Linked DNA regions of Zea mays: regions 2 and 3 are each linked to region 1. A link is a contact called in public Hi-C data. All regions are on one chromosome and are shown on one strand. The core of a region is the stretch at or near the end of the contact, and the rest is flanking DNA. Distances in the headings are between cores, read along the strand shown.

Region 1 (2,964 bases), core at 320-2,819:
ACAAAGGGGAAGATAGATAAAATGCATATAAGTTCTATAGAAGGATGAGCTAGAGCTAACTCAACGTCAGCTAGAACTGTTGATAAGGTGTTCCCTGGAAACTTGTGTGTTCCTGGCAACCTTTAAGCATCTGTAGAATCACTTATCATTTGTTTTCCTAGCAACATGTGTGTTCATTTGTACCTGTATCCCTATTGTCTGATACTGAATCAACAGAAGGGGAGGGGCTGGGGAAATGAGTCAGCCGAACAGCCTTCGGTGGCCCAATACAGCTTGTTGTAGCCCAGTTTTTAGTTTTAAAAATTTTCAGGGAAGTTATTAACATTCTGGTGTAGGTTTACATCTTTTTAGGAATTTTTTTCTAACAGCCCCCAATCACAAGTTTTGGCGAACAATTTTTAAGGGAACTTTTGGAGTTGCTCTAATGGCCATGTTTTTTAGAGTAATGCTATTGCACGCTATGGTATATATATCCATGCTTTCCAATTTAATTATTTCTTGTTTTTTCGCTGCTGACGACATGTCTCTGTTTCTTTTCAGTTGCTCGCTTGAAGGATGACAACCCTCTTTTGGGGTCTTCTCGTATTGAACAAGTGGCTGATTTATCGAGTGTGTGTAGACTGAGGAAACAACTATCTCTCTCTATACCTTTAAAGCGTGATTTTTGTTGAAAAAATGGAGGATGCTAGGATCAAATCGTGGTCGTTTGGATCAGAGTGCCCATCCTCTACCTCTGTAGCTCATGTTTCTTTGTGTTATACAAAAGATAGATCGGTCAAATATGATATATAAATACCGTTGCAACGCACGGGCAACTAACTAGTAAGTAACTAAGAAAGTCACTGAACTAAGCATAGAGCAGGAAGAGAGACAGAGAACGCACCGTCCATAAGTCGCCTTCTGCGATGGCGAAGCCGGAGCCGAAGAGGAACTCGGAGACTTCAGCGACTAGTCCCTTAGCGTAGCGCGAGCCGTACCCACGCAGCACGTGCCTGGCGACGGCGGGGTCGCTGACGATGACAAAGTCCTGTGGCCCCGCGGCAAGGCGGTACACGGGCCCTTCCTCGCGGAACCACTTGAAGAGCGGCAGGAAGAGCGCGCCGCCGAGGAGGTCCCGCACATCATCGAGCTTGGCGGACGCGACGGGGATCCCCGAGTCGTCGCCGCCGCTCCGGCCGACCGCGCGCGAGAGAGACGTGAGCCAGTCGGGGCTCGCCCACGGGGTGGCAGTAGAGGGCTCGTCGCCCCCGCTGCTTCCGCTTCTCGGCGGGGGCGGGCGGACGCGGACACGGACGTGGACGCGACGAGGAGGCGGACGTGGGGACCACGGAGACAGCGACGGCGACGGCGACGCGGCGATGGAGGGGGAGGCGAAGACCGTGGCAGGCATCGCCGTGTGCCGGCCGATGCCACCAGACCAGCTAGGGTGTGGCCGTTTGGGATTGGAGTTGCCGAGGTGGTGAGAGACGCAATTACGGAAGGAGGGAGAGTGGGGATTGGTGTGAGAGCCTGAGAGGAGGAGGAGCAGCCGTTGGCCGTTGGAGGGGAAGGGGGAATTGGGGGATATGTTGTGGTGGGCCCCCGAGGAAGTGGTTGGGAAAGGGAAGTGTCAGTTCAGTTGTCAGGCTATTCGCAACCGTTACCTCTAAATTTTTTCCTCAATATCATTTTTCCCTCTATTTTTTCTCCTATTTTTTAATCTCCCGCAGCGGTTTCCCCTAAATACTCCCCTATACTCCACTACAACTATAAAATATTATTTTCTATATCAATTATCAATTTTTTTTACTAACAATTACTCGTGGACACACAGCATAGTGTTTAGAGTGATGAACAGTGACACGCTAGATCTGGGGGAGAGAGAAGAGGGCCGACGCATATGGACGCTGTAGGGGGCACCGCTGCGGTCGTAGAGTGCCTATAGGCGGCATGCAAGGGGAGGAGCCTGCGTAGGGGCTGCGTTGCAGACTTGCAGTTAGTCTCATGGAGTGGAGCCCGTGAGTTTCCGTTAAATTTTGCAGTGGCTTTGGACTAGCAGTCTTCCTGATGTGCGGTGTCACGTAGGCCGCGGCGTCGGCTACGATGCAGCCCAGCATACAATACGGCCCAATACGAAAGATACAGATATTAGACAGCAAAACCAAAGAGTTTTCATCCATAAAGACTCTGACTTCTGAGACAGCGATTTTCTGAACATAGGATGCCCTGCCCGTCATTTTTACCCAAAGCCTCCGATCCTTGCGGCGGAGGTATAGCGGCAATATTCTCGCCGTTCGAACGGAGACGAGGCGCCGAAATGTTCCCGTTCGAACGGCCTGACGAAATCACGCGCCGAGCCGCCGAGCACTCTTGTTAAATTTTTTGCTAGACGTTATTCCTTAATATGGTGGCCTGTTATCAGTAATACTTTTTTTCTTATTTTGGCGAGAGATTAGAGAGAAGCATGTTGCATGCGTTGATGTCTATTCGACTATTCCGTTTGCCAGGCACCAGTGGATTGTTTTCCTTTTCTTTTTTTAGTATTTCTTTCTTTTTATATCTTTTTCCCTTCTTCTCTAATTCTTCTAGGATGGCAATTTAACTCACAAATCTGAAATCTGACGAGTGTGAGTACGGGTGAAGATTCTGACCCGCTGGTGCAATCCGCACTTGATTTGAAGTTTCCTTGGTGTGGATGCGGGTTTCTATTTCAACCCGCGGGTGACCCACACCCGACACAAAATTTGATTCATTCTTTATTTTGCGCAAAAATGATTAATATACAATAGTAATTATTTTTTAATAAGTAACTTGGCTAATGATTCATAAATTTTTGTGTTGCTGCTAAACATGAAAAGGCTTAAACTCTGTAAATATAACTTAATTACTACCGGTGTTGGAGACTTGTTCTCAAATACTATGAATTAAGAACAAGGCAACACAAAATATTAAACGTTAATGCCCTTCGTTCTACAAAACATTATT
Region 2 (2,915 bases), core at 388-2,887, 180 kb after region 1:
ACGTTAACTAAGAATATATTTAGAATTGTATTATTCTATGGATAAAGATAGTATCCCCAAATGGAACCGGTTCAACTCTCAACTTAGATGACCTTAGACTGCCTTCAACGACTCTAGCCAGCCTCCCCTCCCCTTAGGGCTGGATATCGAGCCAGCTCGGCTCGGCTCGTTCGAGCTCGAGCTGGCTCGTTAAGCTAACGAGCTGGCTCGGCTCGGCTCGTTAAGGTAGCGAGCCATAGAGTCAGCTCGGCTCGGCTCGTTTACGAGTTCGAGCTGGCTCGTTTAGCTCGCGAGCCAGAGCAGAAAAAAATAATATGTGTATAATAATCAATTTCTAGTTAATTTCAAACTATTTTAACAACGGAAAATAATAATTATACTCATAGTTTCATAGACCACATCAATATAACACCAAATTAACACAACTCATCACTCATCAATTCACTATTCATACACATGTTCAGCAGTTTAACCCACACTTATATTCGCATAGACCAATTTCATACATAGACATAATTCATTAATCATTAGTTTAACTTATAGGTTATAGATACCACGCATACATATAACATATTCATCAATTGTTACATATATGATATGTATATAGATTTATTTTGCTGAAATGTGATAGCTCGTTTAGCTCGCGAGCTGGCTCATTAACAAATCGAGCTGGCTCGTTAACGAACCGAGCTAGAATACCAGCTCAGCTCGTGAAAAAATTCAAACGAGCCGATCCGAGCCGAGTCGAGCTGGCCACGAACCGAGCGAGCCGACGAGCCACGAGTATTTTGTCCAGCCCTACCTCCCCTTGTCCTATGGCTGTTTAGGTGGCCTTTTTTCTACAACAGTATCCGCCAAAACTATCCTCTGCGTGCTACACTGGTGAGAAAAAGCACAGGGCACCACCAGAAGCAGGGTAGCGACACCATGCTTCCTTTGCGTGGATTTGTGTGCACATTAGGAGTTGCTAGTTGAAGAAAAATAGATAAATGATTATAAATAGATATGGAAAATGATATTTTATGGTTAAAGTGGGGTATACGGGGGAGAAATTTGGGTAACCGTTGTAAGAAAAGAAAAGTAGAAGATAGAACTTGGATGGCATAGCGTAAAAGTGACATATAAGGGGCCAATAGAGGACAGACAGGCTTAGGCTATTTCTAGCTGATGTCATATCCCATCTACTATCGCATCCTCTATTTTCAACTTCACTATATAAATAACGTCAAATATTATCATTTATAGTTCTATTTCGTGTCTCCTATTTTACACTGGAAACGGTCTTATTTGACTATGTAGCTCTAGCGCATGTCATATACGACAAGCTTTCTGTTGATCAAACAAAGGCATCTCTCCCTCTCTCTCCGCCATATTCAAAAAAAAAAAGTACTACAACTACTACTGGCAGTGGCAGCAGCGCTTGGCAACGACGAGTACCTGTCACGATTTTCTTCTCACATAAAAAAAAGAAAAGATGAGAGCGCTATGGATTCCCTGCGGCGCTCTCGTCGACGGCAGGGGGACACGTCGACGTCCGGTGCGGCCGGTTGCCGCGACAGGCGGAACGTGGCCGGACGAATAAAAAATCTTAGGCGCACGGGCGGCGGCATCCGATGCCCGGCGGGGGGCGCAAGGGCAAGGCGGCAGCCAAGTACGTGAGGCACGCGCGCCCGTCAGGACAGACAGACAGGGGACTAGTCACTGTCACCGTCACAATCGTCCGTCGCAGCGCCTATCCGGAAATTCGCGGCGGCTCATGGAATCCCAGGCGGCCGCGCGGAGGGGCGGCGATTATTTTACGCCAACGACGATGTGGTATCCTATGATCTGCTTGTCGGCTGCCTCCCTGACGCTCCCCTTTCTTGCGTATAGGTCCCTGCCATTACTGTATTTTGTACAAAACGAGTTGAAGTACTGTATTTGGCTTTAAAAGGAGAAATTAATTGCTGGGTCAAATCAACTGTATGACCAACGGATATGTGGTGCGTGTACCTCCAGCTCAAGGAGTAATCACACCCATCGGCGGAGATAAAGAGGTCGGGGTTCCTCTACAATGACTGGTTGCAACTGAAAATTTAATTGTTCTCATGAATACTAAATCCCTTCGAACCCTAGCTTTCATGCTATGCCAGCTTTTAATTTAGAATTGTTGCTATGTTCTATAATTTAATGCCCACCAAACTCTTTATGAAACTCCATTAACACGAGCCTGATCAGTCAAGCTTGTTGTGGACCAATTAAAACAGATAAAGTACCATGAAGATAATTCGATACATTTTTGTTCCAATTATTTGAATGCTAAGACGAATGCAAAGGATTGAGAACTTACAACTATTCATACGTAAAAATTATTAAGAAATTTTACATTATCACCGCTTCAAATGTAAAAAATTGTAAACAAGTTTTCGCACATTGTGTTGTGCTATGCCCAGCTTGTCGTCCAGCGCCACCAACCACTCCAGGGTCACCTTATTGTATGCGTCATACTCATACTTCTAGATAGTGGTGTGGTTCCACACGAACATGACGGTGAGCAAGATGAGGGTCAGAAGAATGGGCACCCACACACCCTACAGGAACTTGATCAGCGACGCCTTGATGGAGGCGACGAAGAGGAAGAAGTTGAGGGCCAGGCAGGGGAGCGGTCACAGGACAACATGTTAACTCTAATATTTTCTTATCCTTATTAGTCAATACTGCTGCAACGATGGTAATACATGCTAAGAAAACTTATCAATTAGGCAACAACCTATGAGAACGTAGTGTCATTACTATGTGTTCTGAATCTATGAGAAGAATGTTTCCTTGTGCATGGAGATCCAAAATTATGAAATGTGCATTATTGCCACACCCACAATGGAAAAGGATAATCTACACACAAAAAATGGTCACAATTAAATGGCCAACAAACAACG
Region 3 (2,700 bases), core at 39-2,538, 220 kb after region 1:
GAAATATGAATGAGTCAATGAGATACACTTGTTGTTTTCGTCTCTTTGCATTCTTGTTCATCTATTAAACAATGAAGGTATGTCTTTCATGACCTTCGTCTGATGATCATTATATCCATGAGGAGATAATGCTTTGAAAGACGAAGGTCCCTAATATTTAACAATTGTGTTTTCTTATTCTTAATTCACAATATTTGAGAACAAATGACCAACACCCTCCATCTCCTACATGGCATGGCACAGTCAGACGTATGTGGTCGAGCCTAGGCTTTAGGCTGGTAGGTGGCGGTGGCTAATCGATCAGGTTGACTACTACAAAGTACCAGTTGTATACTGTCAGATCACTAGAAGTCACTAGAAGTGTCACACGGTTGATCGACTTATGCCATGTTTGTTTCGGATTATAATCTCTTTAGATTATATAATCCAGCGCAAAAAATCCAGTAGGTAAATAAACACCTAGATTATAGGTTCAGATTATATAATCTAAAACCCAGATTATGGTAATCTCACAATCTCCTCAAGCGTAGCTTATTTGAGATTATTTTTTGGTAAAAGACCCACTACCTATGGTTATGTAAATAGAAATTACAATATATGACATCCTTCTTTACTCACCTCAAATAAACAGACAAGAGTACTGTTCTCTTTGTGAATAATCTACATTTATATAATCTAGACTACCAAACAGCTTCATACAGATTATAATCTATTTATATTTTAATCTGGATTATATAATTTAGATTATAATCCAGATTATATAATCTATAAGCTGAAGCAAAGAGGACCTTAAGTAGCCCTTTCCTTTGATCTTTTTAATCCGTCACGGATGAGTATGACGACCGATGATCGAGATTACGTTTTTTTAAGGAGATCTGGAGTGAAAGGCTACCTTTCCAAGGTGCCCAAGGAAGAAGAAGGGGATGCTGTGATGATGACTTTGGGCAGGTGCGGTCGTGCAAACACGATGCTATAGGAATGTAAGCGTTTTTAGTACAATACTTTAGTACCGTGAGATTCGGGCTAGAGATTTTCGCTGAGCCCTGCATTGTATTGTATTGAGCCTAATAATTGAAGCGAGCGAGTGGTGGCCCAGTGGGGAGGAGTATCCGTAGCATGATGCCATCATGTGTGCTGCGTGCACTGTGCACGATTTTGGGGTGGGGGCCTATCGCTCGCCAAGGACCTAAACGCAATAACGGGATCATTCCAACGTGCTGGGTACAAAACGACACCCGCCCGATACAAAAGGGCCGAAACAAAGGGTCCTTCCTCCCAAAAGCAGACCATATCCCCAGGCAAAGGCCAAGGCCAAGCGAGACAGGGAGGGAGGAGAAGTAACCAAGTGTCTCAAGCAACCTACCGCCCGCCCGCCCGCCGGCCGCTTCATTTCCTCCACTCCACACTCACCACGACACACCGCCCTCTTCCCTTCTCTTCTCTCAAGAAAGAACCAGCTAGCGCGCGCGCGCACACACAAGCCTGAAGCCTCCCCATACCCGCCATGTCTGCGTCGCCGGAGTTCTACAAGCCAGCGCCGCCGGCGTTCTCGCCGTGCAGCTCGCCGCTCCTGCTGCCCGGGGCAGGGGCGGCGGTGGGAGCAGTGGCCGAGGAGAGCGCCGCCGCAACCGTGTCGCAGCAGGAGGAGGAGGACTACCGCTGCCGGACGCCGACGGGCGGGGAGAGCCAGGTGAGGCCGCCGGGGACCTGCCCGCCGGCGCCGCGGAAGCCGCGGGCGCCCGCGGCCCCCGCGCCGTGCCGGAAGCGCCTGTTCGAGGTGGAGGTGTTCAGTCTGCGGCTGGAGGAGCTGGAGCGCCTCTTCTGGCGCCCGCGCCCCGCGGCGCCGCCACCGCCGCCGCCGTCCGCCCAGAAGAAGCGCCGGAGGGTGGCCTGCCCGGAGCCCAAGAAGAGATAGTAGCTACCTTCGTCTGGCAGGTGCTAGTCGTAGTAGTAGTACAGGTCGTGTAGCAGCGGTAGCTAGCTAGGTGCAGAGCCAAGTGGTTTTGGCTTGGATCGATCACATACAGCAGCTTATTATTAGGATCGGAGGTCCATGGTAGGGGGGGTGCTTAGGAGAGGACTGCTGTACTTGTACTGCTACAGCTCGTCGGCACATCTCTCTAGCTAGTTTCCTCTATCTATAGCTCACAATCAGTTCCTGTAGTTGCTAGATGCTGTTCAGTGTGTGTATGTGGTGATGATAGTGTCATGGTGTCAAAAGGTGTAGCGCAATACTAGCTAGCTAGCTAGCTGTAGGCACTAGGCAGGAGCTGCATGCCCTGAATCTCCATTCTTCCATGTAGCCCCTGTGTGTAACGAAGAAGCTAAGCTCACTTGTACCACTAGCGTCATATATATATACTCTCATTCACTTGTTACGCGATCAGCTCCATCTTCTTCCGTGTGCAGTGGGTCCAGCGCAGGGCAGTGTCCGATTTAGACCGCCGGCAGCGGCGGCGCGCTTACCCTGGCTGCAAGTTGCGGCGGTGATATTGAAGTTATCATCTAACTGGTGATATTGAAGTTATCATCTAACTGGTGATTATGTCAAGTTGGCTGCAAGTTCAGAACCACCATTAGAGGCAGAAGCAGGACTTATTGCCTATAGTCCTAGATAGATCAAGATTAGGATGGAGGGTAGAACATCTAATTGTTGAAGCAAGACTTATTGCATACATCATCATCATAAATTTTATCCCA

What was found. A called contact is a pair of places that touch in the nucleus more often than the background predicts.
Region 2: a Hi-C map of ear shows a contact between it and region 1, with 2.3 times the contacts expected there. The contact joins the enhancer-like site here to the promoter of LOC103637620 in region 1. A contact is called at or near these places in 2 of 25 Hi-C or Micro-C datasets (ear and tassel).
Region 3: a contact with region 1 is called in a Hi-C map of ear, with 8 times the contacts expected there. The contact joins the promoter of LOC100216839 here to the promoter of LOC103637620 in region 1. A contact is called at or near these places in 12 of 25 Hi-C or Micro-C datasets (bundle sheath, ear, endosperm and 5 more) and 1 of 3 datasets of contacts at active chromatin or transcription factors (leaf).

The regions. Positions count from the first base shown.
Region 1 is chr1:87,879,636-87,882,599 of Zm-B73-REFERENCE-NAM-5.0, reverse strand. LOC103637620 (carotene epsilon-monooxygenase, chloroplastic) reads right to left here and starts at 1,569. Exons shown (of 10, transcript XM_008659899.4): 1 at 884-1,569. The coding sequence starts at 1,390.
Region 2 is chr1:87,696,268-87,699,182 of Zm-B73-REFERENCE-NAM-5.0, reverse strand. It overlaps LOC103637619 (a long non-coding RNA gene), which reads right to left. Exons shown (of 3, transcript XR_558188.3): 3 at 2,318-2,871. Among protein-coding and RNA genes, the nearest start is that of LOC103637619, 5.0 kb to the right of the region's middle. Within about 2 kb of position 1,637, at least 17 of the 20 cell types and tissues checked have an H3K27ac peak or open chromatin away from gene starts, as enhancers often do. A contact at or near this core is called in ear and tassel, where this site is marked.
Region 3 is chr1:87,655,143-87,657,842 of Zm-B73-REFERENCE-NAM-5.0, reverse strand. LOC100216839 (Cyclin-dependent protein kinase inhibitor SMR1) reads left to right here and starts at 1,288. Exons shown (of 1, transcript NM_001143232.1): 1 at 1,288-2,385. The coding sequence starts at 1,505. The coding sequence ends at 1,915.